Linked DNA regions of Mus musculus: regions 2 and 3 are each linked to region 1. Evidence: chromatin contacts called from public HiChIP or PLAC-seq and Micro-C data. All regions are on one chromosome and are shown on one strand. Each heading gives the region's core, a stretch centred on a gene start, on an enhancer-like site or on the middle of the called end of the contact. The rest is flanking DNA. Distances are from core to core; before and after follow the strand shown.

What was found. Hi-C and Micro-C count contacts between places; a contact is called where the count stands out from the background. HiChIP or PLAC-seq counts read pairs in DNA pulled down with a chosen protein or histone mark.
Region 2: an H3K4me3 HiChIP or PLAC-seq map of embryonic forebrain shows a contact between it and region 1, with 4 times the contacts expected there. The contact joins the enhancer-like site here to the promoter of Fendrr in region 1. A contact is called at or near these places in 1 of 39 promoter capture datasets (pre-B cells), 6 of 484 Hi-C or Micro-C datasets (the G1E-ER4 cell line, cortical neurons and embryonic stem cells), 3 of 115 datasets of contacts at active chromatin or transcription factors (embryonic forebrain, embryonic stem cells and forebrain) and 1 of 9 other capture datasets (embryonic stem cells).
Region 3: a Micro-C map of embryonic stem cells shows a contact between it and region 1, with 4 times the contacts expected there. The contact joins the promoter of Jph3 here to the promoter of Fendrr in region 1. A contact is called at or near these places in 4 of 39 promoter capture datasets (HPC-7-derived erythroid cells, erythroid cells and liver) and 1 of 484 Hi-C or Micro-C datasets (embryonic stem cells).

The regions. Positions count from the first base shown.
Region 1 is chr8:121,081,339-121,085,190 of GRCm38.p6, reverse strand. It overlaps Fendrr (Foxf1 adjacent non-coding developmental regulatory RNA), which reads left to right and starts at 2,081. Exons shown (of 6, transcript NR_045471.2): 1 at 2,081-2,217. Foxf1 (forkhead box F1) reads right to left here and starts at 805. Exons shown (of 2, transcript NM_010426.2): 1 at 1-805. The coding sequence starts at 792.
Region 2 is chr8:120,183,277-120,187,128 of GRCm38.p6, reverse strand. No RefSeq gene overlaps it. Among named protein-coding and RNA genes, the nearest start is that of Cibar2, 7.7 kb to the right of the region's middle. Within about 2 kb of position 1,723, at least 60 of the 459 cell types and tissues checked have an H3K27ac peak or open chromatin away from gene starts, as enhancers often do. A contact at or near this core is called in embryonic forebrain and forebrain, where this site is marked.
Region 3 is chr8:121,728,359-121,732,210 of GRCm38.p6, reverse strand. Jph3 (junctophilin 3) reads right to left here and starts at 1,652. Exons shown (of 5, transcript NM_020605.3): 1 at 1,207-1,652. The coding sequence starts at 1,588. Gm46065 (predicted gene, 46065) reads left to right here and starts at 1,734. Exons shown (of 3, transcript NR_165833.1): 1 at 1,734-2,414.

The DNA.
Region 1 (3,852 bases), core at 832-3,331:
GCTGGAGTAAACGGCGTGCGGCTCCATGACTCCGCCGGCGCCGGCCGGCAGCAGCGGTGAAGCGGGCACCGAGCTGTCGTGGTGCGGGTACTCCCCGGCCGCAGAGCCACCGCAGCCACCCATGTACGAGTGGCCGCCGTTGGAGGGCAGGTGTGGCACCGAGTGGCTGGGCAAAGCCATGCCGTCCACGTTGCCAGCCAAATGGCCATTCATCATGCCCAAGCCGCCCTCCAGCGCCAGGCTGTTGGGCGCGCACGAGAGGCCTCCGGAGCCCTGGAAGCCGTAGGTGTCGGGGAGGTGGTTGAAGCCCAGCCCGTTCACCATGCTGTACACAGGCTTGAGCGCCTGGCATTTCCTTCGGAAGCCGCGCGGCCGCCGGCGGAACGAGCCCTCCTCGAACATAAACTCGCTAGCCGGATCGATGGTCCAGTAGTGGCCCTTGCCGGGTCGCCCGAGGCCCTTGGGCAGTTTGATGAAGCACTCGTTGAGCGACAGGTTGTGGCGCACGGAGTTCTTCCAGCCCTGGTAGGCGCCGCGGAAGAAGGGGAAGCGCGCCTGAAGAAACTGGTAGATCTCGCTGAGGGTCAGGCGCTTGCTGGGCGAGCTCTGGATAGCCATGACGATGAGCGCGATGTACGAGTAGGGCGGCTTCTCCGGCCGCCGCACGCCGGCGTTGGTCTTCTTGGCCTTGGTGGGGCCCGCCGCCGCGGGGTCCATGGCCTGGCCGCCCGCGCCGCCGCCTCCTCCTGTGCCCCCGCCGTGCGGCGGCTGCTGCTTGTCGGGCGCGGACATCGGGTGGCTGCTGCCGCCGCCGCTGCCGCCGCTGCTCTGCGCTGCCGAGCCGGGAGGAGGAGGAGGAGCAGGAGGGGAGGGAGGGGAGGGGGCTGCGCGGGGCGGCTGCACCTCTGCCGTCACTGCGGCTCCCGAGCGCGCCTCCCCCGCAAGCCCGCCCTCCCCAGGCGCGCTATTCTCCTCCTCCTCCCTGCGGGAGGCCACGCGCATCAGGGGGCCCGGCACCGCCCCCCCCGCCTACTCCCCCCCCCCGCCGGTGCACGCCTTTGCGCCCCCGCAGCCTGCAGTGTCCGATCCCCCGTAGCTATTCAGTGGGCTCAAGCCCCCCAGGTCCCTCCCCACGCGTCCCCAGCCCCCCTCCACCCCCGCTCCCCGGACTGCGAAGCCTGCCCCGCCTCTGCCGACCTGGACCCGGTGTGCCGGTCCCCGCCTCCTAGGCCCGGATGACCGGGCTGGACACGCGCCCGGGACTCCGGTCTTCCCGGCGCGCTGGGCTGCGGCGGTGGCGGAGGCCTTGGGTCGTGACCAGCGCGGGCAGAGAGAGCGATTGGGTTCCCGGCCCCCGGGGCAGGACGGCGTAAGTTCCCGAGAGGGACCGCCTCCCCTCACTCCCCGCCCTGGGAAGCGCTGCGCCGGCGCCCGGCGCTCCTCGGACTCGCCCAACCGCGCTGCAGCCACTGCCCCAGCCGAGCGCGGGCGGGCGGAAAACGAAACCGCAGGCGGCTTAGCGGGCGCTTTGTCTCCAAGCGCTGCAAGCGGGACCCGGAGAGTGGCTTCAGGTCGTGCAGTGCCACGAACCGCACAGGTTCCCTAGCAGGCGGCTTCGTGCACTCATTCATGAAAGCGCGCACACGCGTGCATTAACACGCGCCCGGAGCGCACACACAACGATGCCCCCAAGCGAATCCTCTAATCACCAACTTAGACGCGCAGGCTTGCACCAGTGCGCTCCCCACTCACGTTCCCCAGGGTCCCCCGGGAAGCTGCCACTCTCAGATCTGAATTCACAGAGCAAAGTCTCCTCGGAGCCCCCTCCCCCCACGCTTAACTCTGAAATCCGCTTAGTTGGCCCCGCGGCCCCGTGTCCCCTTTTACAAGCGCAGGTTCTGATTTCCTGAGAGATGGCAAAGTCCGGGGCAGGAAGTTTACAAGGCTCAACGTAAACACGTTCCGGGGGATCCTTTAATAATAAGAGTAGAGAAGCCCGCGGGCGCGGGGGGAGTTGGCCTGATGCCCCTATGGGCTCGGCCTGCCGCCGCCGCGGGGCCTCCGACGCTGCGCGCCAGGCCGGGTTCCGGAAAGCGGGTGGCGCAGGCGGGGAGCGCGTCAGGGAGCGGCCCTGGCTGCGGGGTCGCGGCCTTGGAGAGATGATGCGGGGCGCAGGACGATTCACGATCCCAGGTGGACTTGCGCGCTCGAAACCAGGTGAGTGTGGGCCTTCCGCAGCCCAGACACGCGCGCGCGCGCGCGGGAAGCCCTAGTGGCAGGGCGGGTGACGAAGGGGACCTTTACAGGAGTTGGTGCGAGGGACCTTGGAGCTAGGCGGCTGCGCCCTGGCGCGAGTTGCAAGAAGAGATGTCTGCGGGTCTCCTTCAAAGCCCGCTGGCCTCAAGTTTCTTTGGATTCTCGGTTCCCCATCTTCTCCCCACCCCCACGCCTTCAGCTTTGGTGGTAGGCGCCTTGTCGTCTTCGAGGCGCCTGGCACATCTGTGCGAGGGTCTGGGGGCTTACTGACTTAGGTTGTTGCTCTGTAGCTGCCTCCTTTGGCAGAACCGGGTTCGCAGGAGGCGAGAGTCGCCATCCCGTTCCTTTCTCCAGGACAGACTTTAGAACTCTGTGGTCCAACTAAATTAAAAGGGAGGAAGAAGGGAGGTGGACGCTTATGTGTGGTTATGTGTTCGTGCACATAGACGCTCTAGCAAGCCGGCTTCTGCGCCACACAGTCGGCCTAGACAGCACCCCTCAGCACCATCCACAGACTGGCGTCTGCCTTCTCACGGGACTTAAGTACAGTTAAGGGGCCCCACCCTGGAAGGGCGCACCACATGTAGCCTGCACGCTGCTGGACTGTGCCTTCGCCCACACAGAGCCACAGGATCACAAGAATGGGCCTTGTAGGCCAGAGCGCACCCTTCCACCCCAGGCCACACATTCCCACACCCCCAAGTTTTCTTCTCCCCCCCTTTCTCCTTTCTTTTCCTCTCCATTATTTTCTTTTTATTTACGGTTTGTTTTTTTTTTTTTTCCTCTTACACTGGCAATTGCAGACCTGAGGACTCTGGGCTGTACCTCAGGGAGGGAAGTTCTCAGAAGGGCGCTACATAGCTGGCCTTTAGCGAGAAGTGAGCTGAGGAAGGCGCCCATTTTCCGAGCCGGCACAGGCTGTATTTTGCATGCTGCCCCAGTCCAGCCTTGCCTCTGACCTCAGATCAAGGGTGCCTCCAAATCGAGGGGACGTGAAGCTCTTTTCCAGTTAAAGGATGTGTGCCCATAGGTGACCTCCAGATCTGCCCCCCTTCCCGAACTCCCACAGACCGCTGTCAGAGGCTCTTTAGGGTATTTTGTAGAGAAATTTCCTTTTCAGGGGAGGAAACTGAAGTTTCATTTGCCCTTCAGTCTTCAGGCCTACCTCCTAAGGCTGCCTGTGAGGGGGAGGGTCAGGGGAGCCCAGTTGCCTGAGGCTCAGCCCGAATTCCCACTTTCCACTGAGGAGAGAGATGGAAGTGGGTACCCAAGAGGGTAGGAACCCTGAAAGCCTATAGCTTGGATGACCCTCTACAGTTATAAAGCAATGAGGGTTGGGGGGAGTTGCCTATGTGTCTCGAAACAGCTCGCAGACACTTTGAGATCTCTCTGAATCCCACATTTTTAAAGAGGAGAAACGGAGGTTCAGTCATAGGGCTCTATCAGTGGCTTCCCTTGCTGGACGAGTCTCCTGGCCCCATAAACTATCTCCAACCGATGCTTTTATAAAGTGTCAACTGAAACTGGGGCGGGAGGGGGTGGGAGGAAGCCAAGCTCTTGGTCATTTTGTGTAACTAGGATGAGACTGACTTCAGG
Region 2 (3,852 bases), core at 474-2,973, 900 kb after region 1:
CCTTTGGTGTGCTAAGGCTACCGGGTGTTACATCTGAAGTTGTGATGTCCAGATGTGCTGCAAGTTTGCTCTGTAATTCGGGACATAGAGAGGGCATCTTGGTGCCTCAGTTTACCCACTCAAGAAGCAAACTATAGCTGGCTGCAAGATCTCCCACGGGGGAAGACAGTGAACCTGAGACACTTGACCTGAGAATCTCCCCATTTCCTGTCTCTGCACCCCCCAGCCCCCACCCCCATTCTGGCTGCCAGAGGGCCCCCACCCATCAGGCTCTGAGACCTCAGAGGCCACTCAGAGAGGAAGTCCCCTTCCGCCTCTCCCAAGCTGGACACTGCGGTGTTTCTTTTGGAATTTCTTGGCTCGCATGGGGCAGAATGTTCTAGCCGGCAGCCACAGGCCTTCCTTCTTGGCCAGGGGACTTGACCTGCCACCACCCACTGCCACTGCCGCCCATGTCTCTTGTAAAGAAAACACGGGATGCCTGGGAGTTGAGACCTGACCCAAGCTCACCAGCACCCCAAGACATCAGGGTACAGGGCCTGATGGCTCAGGGCCACGCAGTGATGAAAGGCAGGAGGGGAGGAGTTGGCTGTCTGGCACCCCGAGTAGCCTGTCCTGAAGAGAAAGCCAACCATTCACTCACTCAGGGCCTCCACCAGGCCTCTTAGCAGTGGGGTCATTAAATATTCATGCCTCTCTCTCTCTCCCCCCAAGAAAGTGATAAGTCAGATTTCTACACCAGAGAGAGAGAGAGAGAGAGCACGCCCAGGGCAAGGTGTCTGTGCCAAGAGCCATGAAGACAAAGCCTTCACTTCAAGCCATGGGTGCAAACAAGCCTTGCCTCCCACTGCCACCGCGGGCTCGGCACACTGGACTCCCGAGGTTCCAGGACCAATTAGGTTGGGTGCTGACGTCAAGTCTGGGGCAGGGTTCCTCTCTGCCTTGATATTCATGACACTAATAGATGGAGCAGGGAAACATCCCAGAGCAGGACATGGCCCAGGGTCACTGTGGGAGTGGGAAAGGGTCCCTGAGAACTGAGCTCTGGAGTGCCTGTGCCTAATGCCACAGAACGAGAAGACAGGGAAAAGGACATAATTTGTGTGTGGTGTGCCTCCATCTGCCACAGCAGCAAGAAGACAGGGGAACACTTATTGAGTGCCTACTGTTTACCTGCAAATCTTCAGGAAGATGCACATGAATGCCTACTGTGTATCAACATGTCCCCAAGTGACTTGGCAGGATGGTCACCCATTCTTCAGTTGGGCAAACTAAGGCCGTAGCAGCAGGATCCCTGTCTGAATGGGCGAGGTCAGGGTGGGGCCTGGACTGTTCCTCTAGCCCAGAGCATAGCAGCCCTCTGGCGTGTAGCTGTCTCCAGACAATGTAGAGGCTCCACCTGAGGGCTCTGCCTGTGTACGCATCCCTCCTGGACTGGGGCCAAGTCTAGGGGACCCAGAAGGGAAGTGAGGTGACTTAAGGAGAAATACTCCCGTGCTGTGCTTCTGCTGGATAAAACCACCTGGAGAGGGACATTTAGAGTGCATCCGCACATGCGTGCTCCAGCCCCTTCCGTGTGCACTGGGATGCTGAGAGCCGCAGCCACCTCCTCAGCACTGCCCTGGCATCGGAGCCAGCAGGAGGCCCCTGGGGCCCAGTGAGGAGCCAAAGCGCTCACAATTCATTATGTGGTACAGCTGTGTTTCAGGCTTCTCCAGATATAAAGAGTGGGGGAGGGGCGGCGTGTACTCAGGTCTCTGAGCACAGTCCAGCCACCAACTGTGCTCAAGACAGGGCGCCGCTGCTGTTCTTGGAGCCGTTGGAGAGTCTCAGAGTAGCAAAGATACAGGAGCCAGGTCGCTAGCCTGCACAGTGTCTTTGTATGTTTCTTTGGGAAAGATACTCTTGAGGAAAGACAGAAGCCCAGGGGTAGGCTGGATAGCCTGTCCAGTGGATCCAGGTTCCCTTGGGGAGTTTAATCACCTCCCCAGCAGTACCTAGCCTCCCTGAGTGAGGAGAAATGACAAAATACCGAGGGCCTCCACTCCTGTCTTTTGTCTCTGGCTCAGTGTCCTGCCTCTGGCCCCCTGCCTAGAGCAGAGAGCCCAGCCTGGCAGCTGCAGTCTGTGGAAAGAAGGCTCCTCACCTGGCCAGGGGTGAGCCTGTGGGTGGGAAGAGTGGCATTCAACATCCTGAGTCCTGTCCCAGCTAGCCCACCCCACTCCCCGTCCCTGCCATGCCCCAACACACACACACACACTCACACACACACACACACACACACACACACACACATACACACACACACACACACACACACACACACACACACATTTCCCCACCGTCTTTTTCCCTCCTGCAATCCAGATTGTAAGTGGAATGTAACCAGAGGGAGAGGTGGGGAAGGGGTGCGGGGGTGGGGGGGTGAGTGCCAAAAGGCTGCAAAGGAGGGAGTCCCTTGTGTGAAAGGTGAGCCATGCTACTTAGAGCTCTCTGGTGGCTGAGGAGCCTGAGACAGATGGGACCAGCTGGGGAAAGCCTAGGCGCCAAGGCGGCCGAGTGGGAGGGGCCGTCCCCACCCTGAGGCCCCTTCTGGGCTGTTTGCCACCCAACCTCGGGACAGGCCTCCCAAGGAGATGCTGACCCTATATAGCTAATACCGAGCTTCCACCTGTGGGAGGGGCCTTCGGGCTTCCCAAGGGTGCTTCTAAGGTCTGGCACTAAGGCACACTCAACTACTCATTCGTGCATGTCTGCAAAGATACTTCTGTTGTAGCACGCTGGTCACTTCCAGGTCCTGGGGACTGTAGGAATAGGGAGGCAGATCGTGACAGGTCCCTGGTCTCTGGGCAGGTGGAGAAACAACTGTTCTGCACATGGAGCAGCAATAGAACACAGAGCCTTGGCTGTAGCCAGGACCGGGATGCTCAGAGCAACTGACAGGGTGACTCCCCAGCCTGCCTGAGAGACATGTGGAGCGTTCTTGATAAAGGGTGGGAGAGCATTCGTGGCCCATTGTGGGCAAAGTGCTCAGCATGTGTCTTGGCACACAGTAGGTAGTCAGTCACTACCACTTACACAGCAAGCAACCTGCAGGTACTTTCCAGTTTCCTTTTAGTAAAAGCCTTTGTGTTTGCGATGGAGGCCATTAAAAATACAGCCTGGGCTTGGGATGTGGCTCGGTGGGTGGCGTGCTCACCTGGCATGCACAGAGCTCTGGATTGGGCATGGTGGCAAATGCCTATCATCCCAGCACTCAGGTGATGGGAATGGGGGGATCAGAGGTCAAGGTTATCCTTGGCTACACAGAGGGTTTAAGAATAGCCTCAGCACATAAGAACCTGTCTTTATTCAAATTTTCTTTTTAAATTTGTGGCTCGTTGGATCCACAATTGCCAAGTGCAGAAACGTTTAGAAGTTTGGCGTTTCTTCTTCCCAGCCCCATGTTCCCAGAAATAAGACTCAGACTCAAAATATATTTATGAATACTTTGGCCATATAGCTAGGCCCTTCTCTGACTGCATCATAACTTAATCTATTTATTCGAAGCTACAGTCTGCCTGTGGTTGGTTACCTGTGCTCAGGAACCACAAGTCAATCTTGTTGCATTTTCCCAGGGAAATCTCCCACCTGGCACTCTTCCAGAATCCTTTTGGTCTCTTGGATGTCCCACCTTCTATTTCTACCTAAGCCATAGGCCATCAAATTTAATATTGACAGATGTCATATCCATACAGAGACAAGATATAGATAGATAGATAGATAGATAGATAGATAGATAGATGGATAGATACATACATACATACATACATACATACATACATACTTAGATACATAGATAGATACAAAGAT
Region 3 (3,852 bases), core at 403-2,902, 650 kb before region 1:
CAGACTCCGCCTCCTCTTCGGGTAATAACGAACCCTGTCTTTCAGTTGCATAAGCCAAAATAATAATTACTTTCCAGCCCTCATCACTCCTAGATGTGGCCAGGAGCAGGTGCTGGCTTCAGGCAAGAAAACACACAGAGGCTCGGTAGAGCTCTCCATCTCCCCGCAGAAGCCCAAGTCATTGCTGCGGCTCCTCCGCTCCCTTCCCAGGCATCCGTGCAGAAAAGCCCGATGCCGCCCAGGCCCAGAGGGAGGCAAGAGAACAGCCTCTTGGGATAAGCGCCCCGAGGGGGAGGGGACCTACAGGCAGAGTCTGCTTTAGGGTCTGACTTCCAGGACCTAAAACTATTCCCGAGGTCTCAGCGCTGCTGAGGAGTGGTGACATTGGAGTGAAGGCTGCCAAGCCAACCGGGACTTCTGAACAGAAACCATCACACTGGTAGTTGCCTGGCTTCCGGCACCGGCTCTGCCCTGACTGTGGTGGCATCTTACACTGGAGGCGCAGAGCGATTCCCTAAACTAAAGGTGAAAATGATTCAGCCACTGAATGGCCAGATTCCTGGGCTCCCGCTAAACAGATGGGCCTCCTCCCTCCCTCCCTTCAGCAGCCTGCTTCGACAGCCTGTGTCCAACCACCTAGAAGTTTATTGCCTTGCTGTTTGGTTTGGTCGGCATCCCCCGCCTCTGGCGCTCCCAGCGCTCCCTCTCCATTGGCCTGGGTTGCTTTAGGACTGAGGGAGGCCCTGGGCACCGCAGGAAAACAAGAAACCAACGAGGGTCTGACTCTGGGGATACCAGGAAGGCAATGCCAAAAGAGGGGAAGGGTCTACCTCCAGCCCCCTCCAGCCTTGGCAGGTCCCAGAGGTGGCGGAGGACCCGGCCTGGCCTTCTGGCAGGTGCAGATCTCTGGCCTGCTCCTCAGGATATGCTGAGACTTTGGCTCGGCTGCTGCGGCAGGGGCCGGGCCCTGCTGCTGGAGAGCCCCCAACCCTTCCTTGGGTTGGCATGGGCCACTGTCCCCATCAAGCGTGGGGCAACCTGTGGCCAGGGGCCCGCTGAGGCCTCCTGGGAATCTAGGAGATGCCCCAGGAGCCCACAGCCCAACTGGAAGGCGAGGCTCAACTTCCCGGGAGATAAACAGAAGGAGAAAGAGGGGGACGGTCCTCATTCCTCCCCCCGCCCCCGCCGCCTGCCGCCCGCACCTACCTCCATCCGAGTAGGTCTCCGTGCCGTAGCCATCCTGCAGTCCGTTGCTCCAGGTCCCTTCGTATTTGGCTCCGTTGCCCGTGCACTCCCGCACCCCGTAGCGCCCCTTAAATCCGTGCGTCCACTCGCCCTTGTACACCCACTTCCCCTTGCTCTCCAGGCCGATGCCGTGGCGCTTGCCCTGCGCCCAGGTGCCTTGGTACGTGTTGCCGCTTGGCCAGGTGTAGACGCCCAGCACCTCAAAGCCGTGGCTCCACGAGCCGGTGTATTCGCCCTGGCCCTTCGGGCCGGTGCAGACGCCATGGCCGTGCGCCTTGCCGTCCTCCCAGCCTCCGCAGTAGGACCCTCCATCGTCAAAATTAAACCTACCCCCACTGGACATGCATGTAACGCGGTTTGCGAATCCCGCAAGCGGTGAAAAAAAAAAAAAAAAAAAAAAAAAAAGAAACAAGGCGATCAACAAACCGGAGTCTTGGTTGGCTGGCTGGCTTTTTGTTGCGATGCTCTTTTCGGGGGGGTGGGGGGGGGGAGGACGAAGCACGCCCGCGACCCCGCGCGCGGACCGGCGGCGGCGTCTAGGTCCGCCAGCGGCGATTGTTCATTTTCGAGCTGCGCCGGAGCCTGACCAGCGTCTCGCGCTCCCGCTGGAGACAGGACCGGGAGGAGGCGGGGGAGGGGCGGCGCAGGGCGGGGGAGCGGCTGGTGCCCGCGGCTCCACCTCGCCGCCAGGGCCCCTCGCCGCGCGCCCCGGGAGCGGGAGGGCGCGGGGCGCGGCTCAGGCCCGGGCGGCGGGGCCCGCGGGCGGCGGCGCGCGCGGCTGCACCGATCCCGGCCGGACCGGGCAGCGGCACTGCGGCGGCGGCTTGCGCTCCGAGCCCCGGCAAGCGCGCGGCCGCCTGGAGAGGGGCGCTGGCGGGCGCGCGCGCGCGCACGCGAGGACCCCGGGGCGCCCTGCCCCTCCCCTGGCCCGGGGTCCGGCCGGCGCGCCCCAGTCTCCGCTGCCAGGGGCTGGGATTTAAAGGGACAGGAACTGCGTAACGGGAAGGAACCGGGCACCGCGAGCGCACGCCGCGGTGGGGAGCCGGGAGGAGGCGCGGGCGCCGCAGGCAATCGAGGGCCGCGCGGTCCCCACCCCGCTACCTCCGGGGACACCCGCACCGCGGCCCGTGCGGGCCACGACTTGACTGAGAGGCTCCTGCCAACCACAGGTGGTTTCTCCCTGTGACACACTCTCTCCTCCTTCTTTCAGGGCCGCTGGGGGGTCCCCGGGGAGGCGCTCACCTTCGAAAACACACCTTTAGCGAATAGCGTTTAGCCCCTCTAAAAATTAATAGAAAGTTGGGTCACACGTTTGCATCTTGGAGCAAAGCCACCCCAATCCCGTGGGCCTTGCGCCCTGGCCAACAGGTATCCCCCCCACTCCAGAAGCTGTCGCTCTTTGGGGTTACCACTCCGCGGTTACTAGGTCTCTCTCTCTCCCTCTCTCTCTCTCTCTCTCTCTCTCTGTCTCTCTCTGTCTCTCTCTCTCTCTCTCATTACCCACCCCCACCAAGAGATGCTAGCATCATGGGACTAATTGAAAATGCATTTCCTGGACCATCAATCCGAAGACAGGAGCCCACATCCCCTGCCCTCCCGGACTGCATGCAGGGAATGGCAGCGGGCATTGCAGTGGGCTGAGGAGGAGGGGGTCTGCATGGCTTCACAGTTGCACAGGGTTGGGGTTAGTGGGGGTTGGTGGTGACAAGAGACCCAGTAAGCCCCGGTGGTGGGGAGTCCCTGACTGGGAGCAAAAGAGGTGCATGGTGGCACCTGCAGCCAGCCGGGGTCATCGGGGCGCTTCCAGAACCCCAGATCTCAACCCCAACCCCAACTCCTTGTCTTAAGCACAACAACCTCTCCTTAAGGCCCACCAGTCAGATGGTGGCATCCTCTTTTCTCCCCAAAGGCTTTGAGAAGCTGTCAGTTCCTGTTCTGTATCCGAGGTTTCCAGCCACTCTGGTCCTTGAGTCAGGGTTTGCCTTCAAATGGCCTATGGTGGACTTCAGGGTGCATCACATCTTGGACTTGATTGGAAGTTAGCATGCATAGCCCACCATCACCAAGCAGACACACATCAGCCTGCCGTATACCTGGAGGGCAGAAAATCTCCAATCTCCCAGACTTTGTTTCTGTGTGTTCCAATGTGTTAATGGACTATGAGCCAGTGGGATGAGTCTGTTAGCTTATTACGAGGATGTGGTCAAGTGGGCCACAGACTCATCTTCTATAGGCTGGGCTTCACATCCTGATTCCAGGCTGTGTGGCTTTGGGTAGCCACTTCATGTCTCTGTGCTCAGTTGCCTGACCTGTAAAATGGGACTAACAGTTCTAGTTGAGTCCCAGTGAGAATCCAAGGACCAGGTATCCAGCATCCAGTGAGGGTGAGGGAGTAGGACTGTCACTGGGATCGTGATGGGGAGGCTGAGCTCTCAACCTGCCACTCCTTCCCCTACACTGTAGGGATAAACCATGCCTGGCAACACACTGTGTCTTCCATTTTATTTCCTGCCCCCCTTTTGCTGACTCTGCAGCCCTTGCTCACACAGCACTGCATGGCAAATACATTCCCTCTGGTAAGTGATGCTGGTCTCCAGCCAGATACTG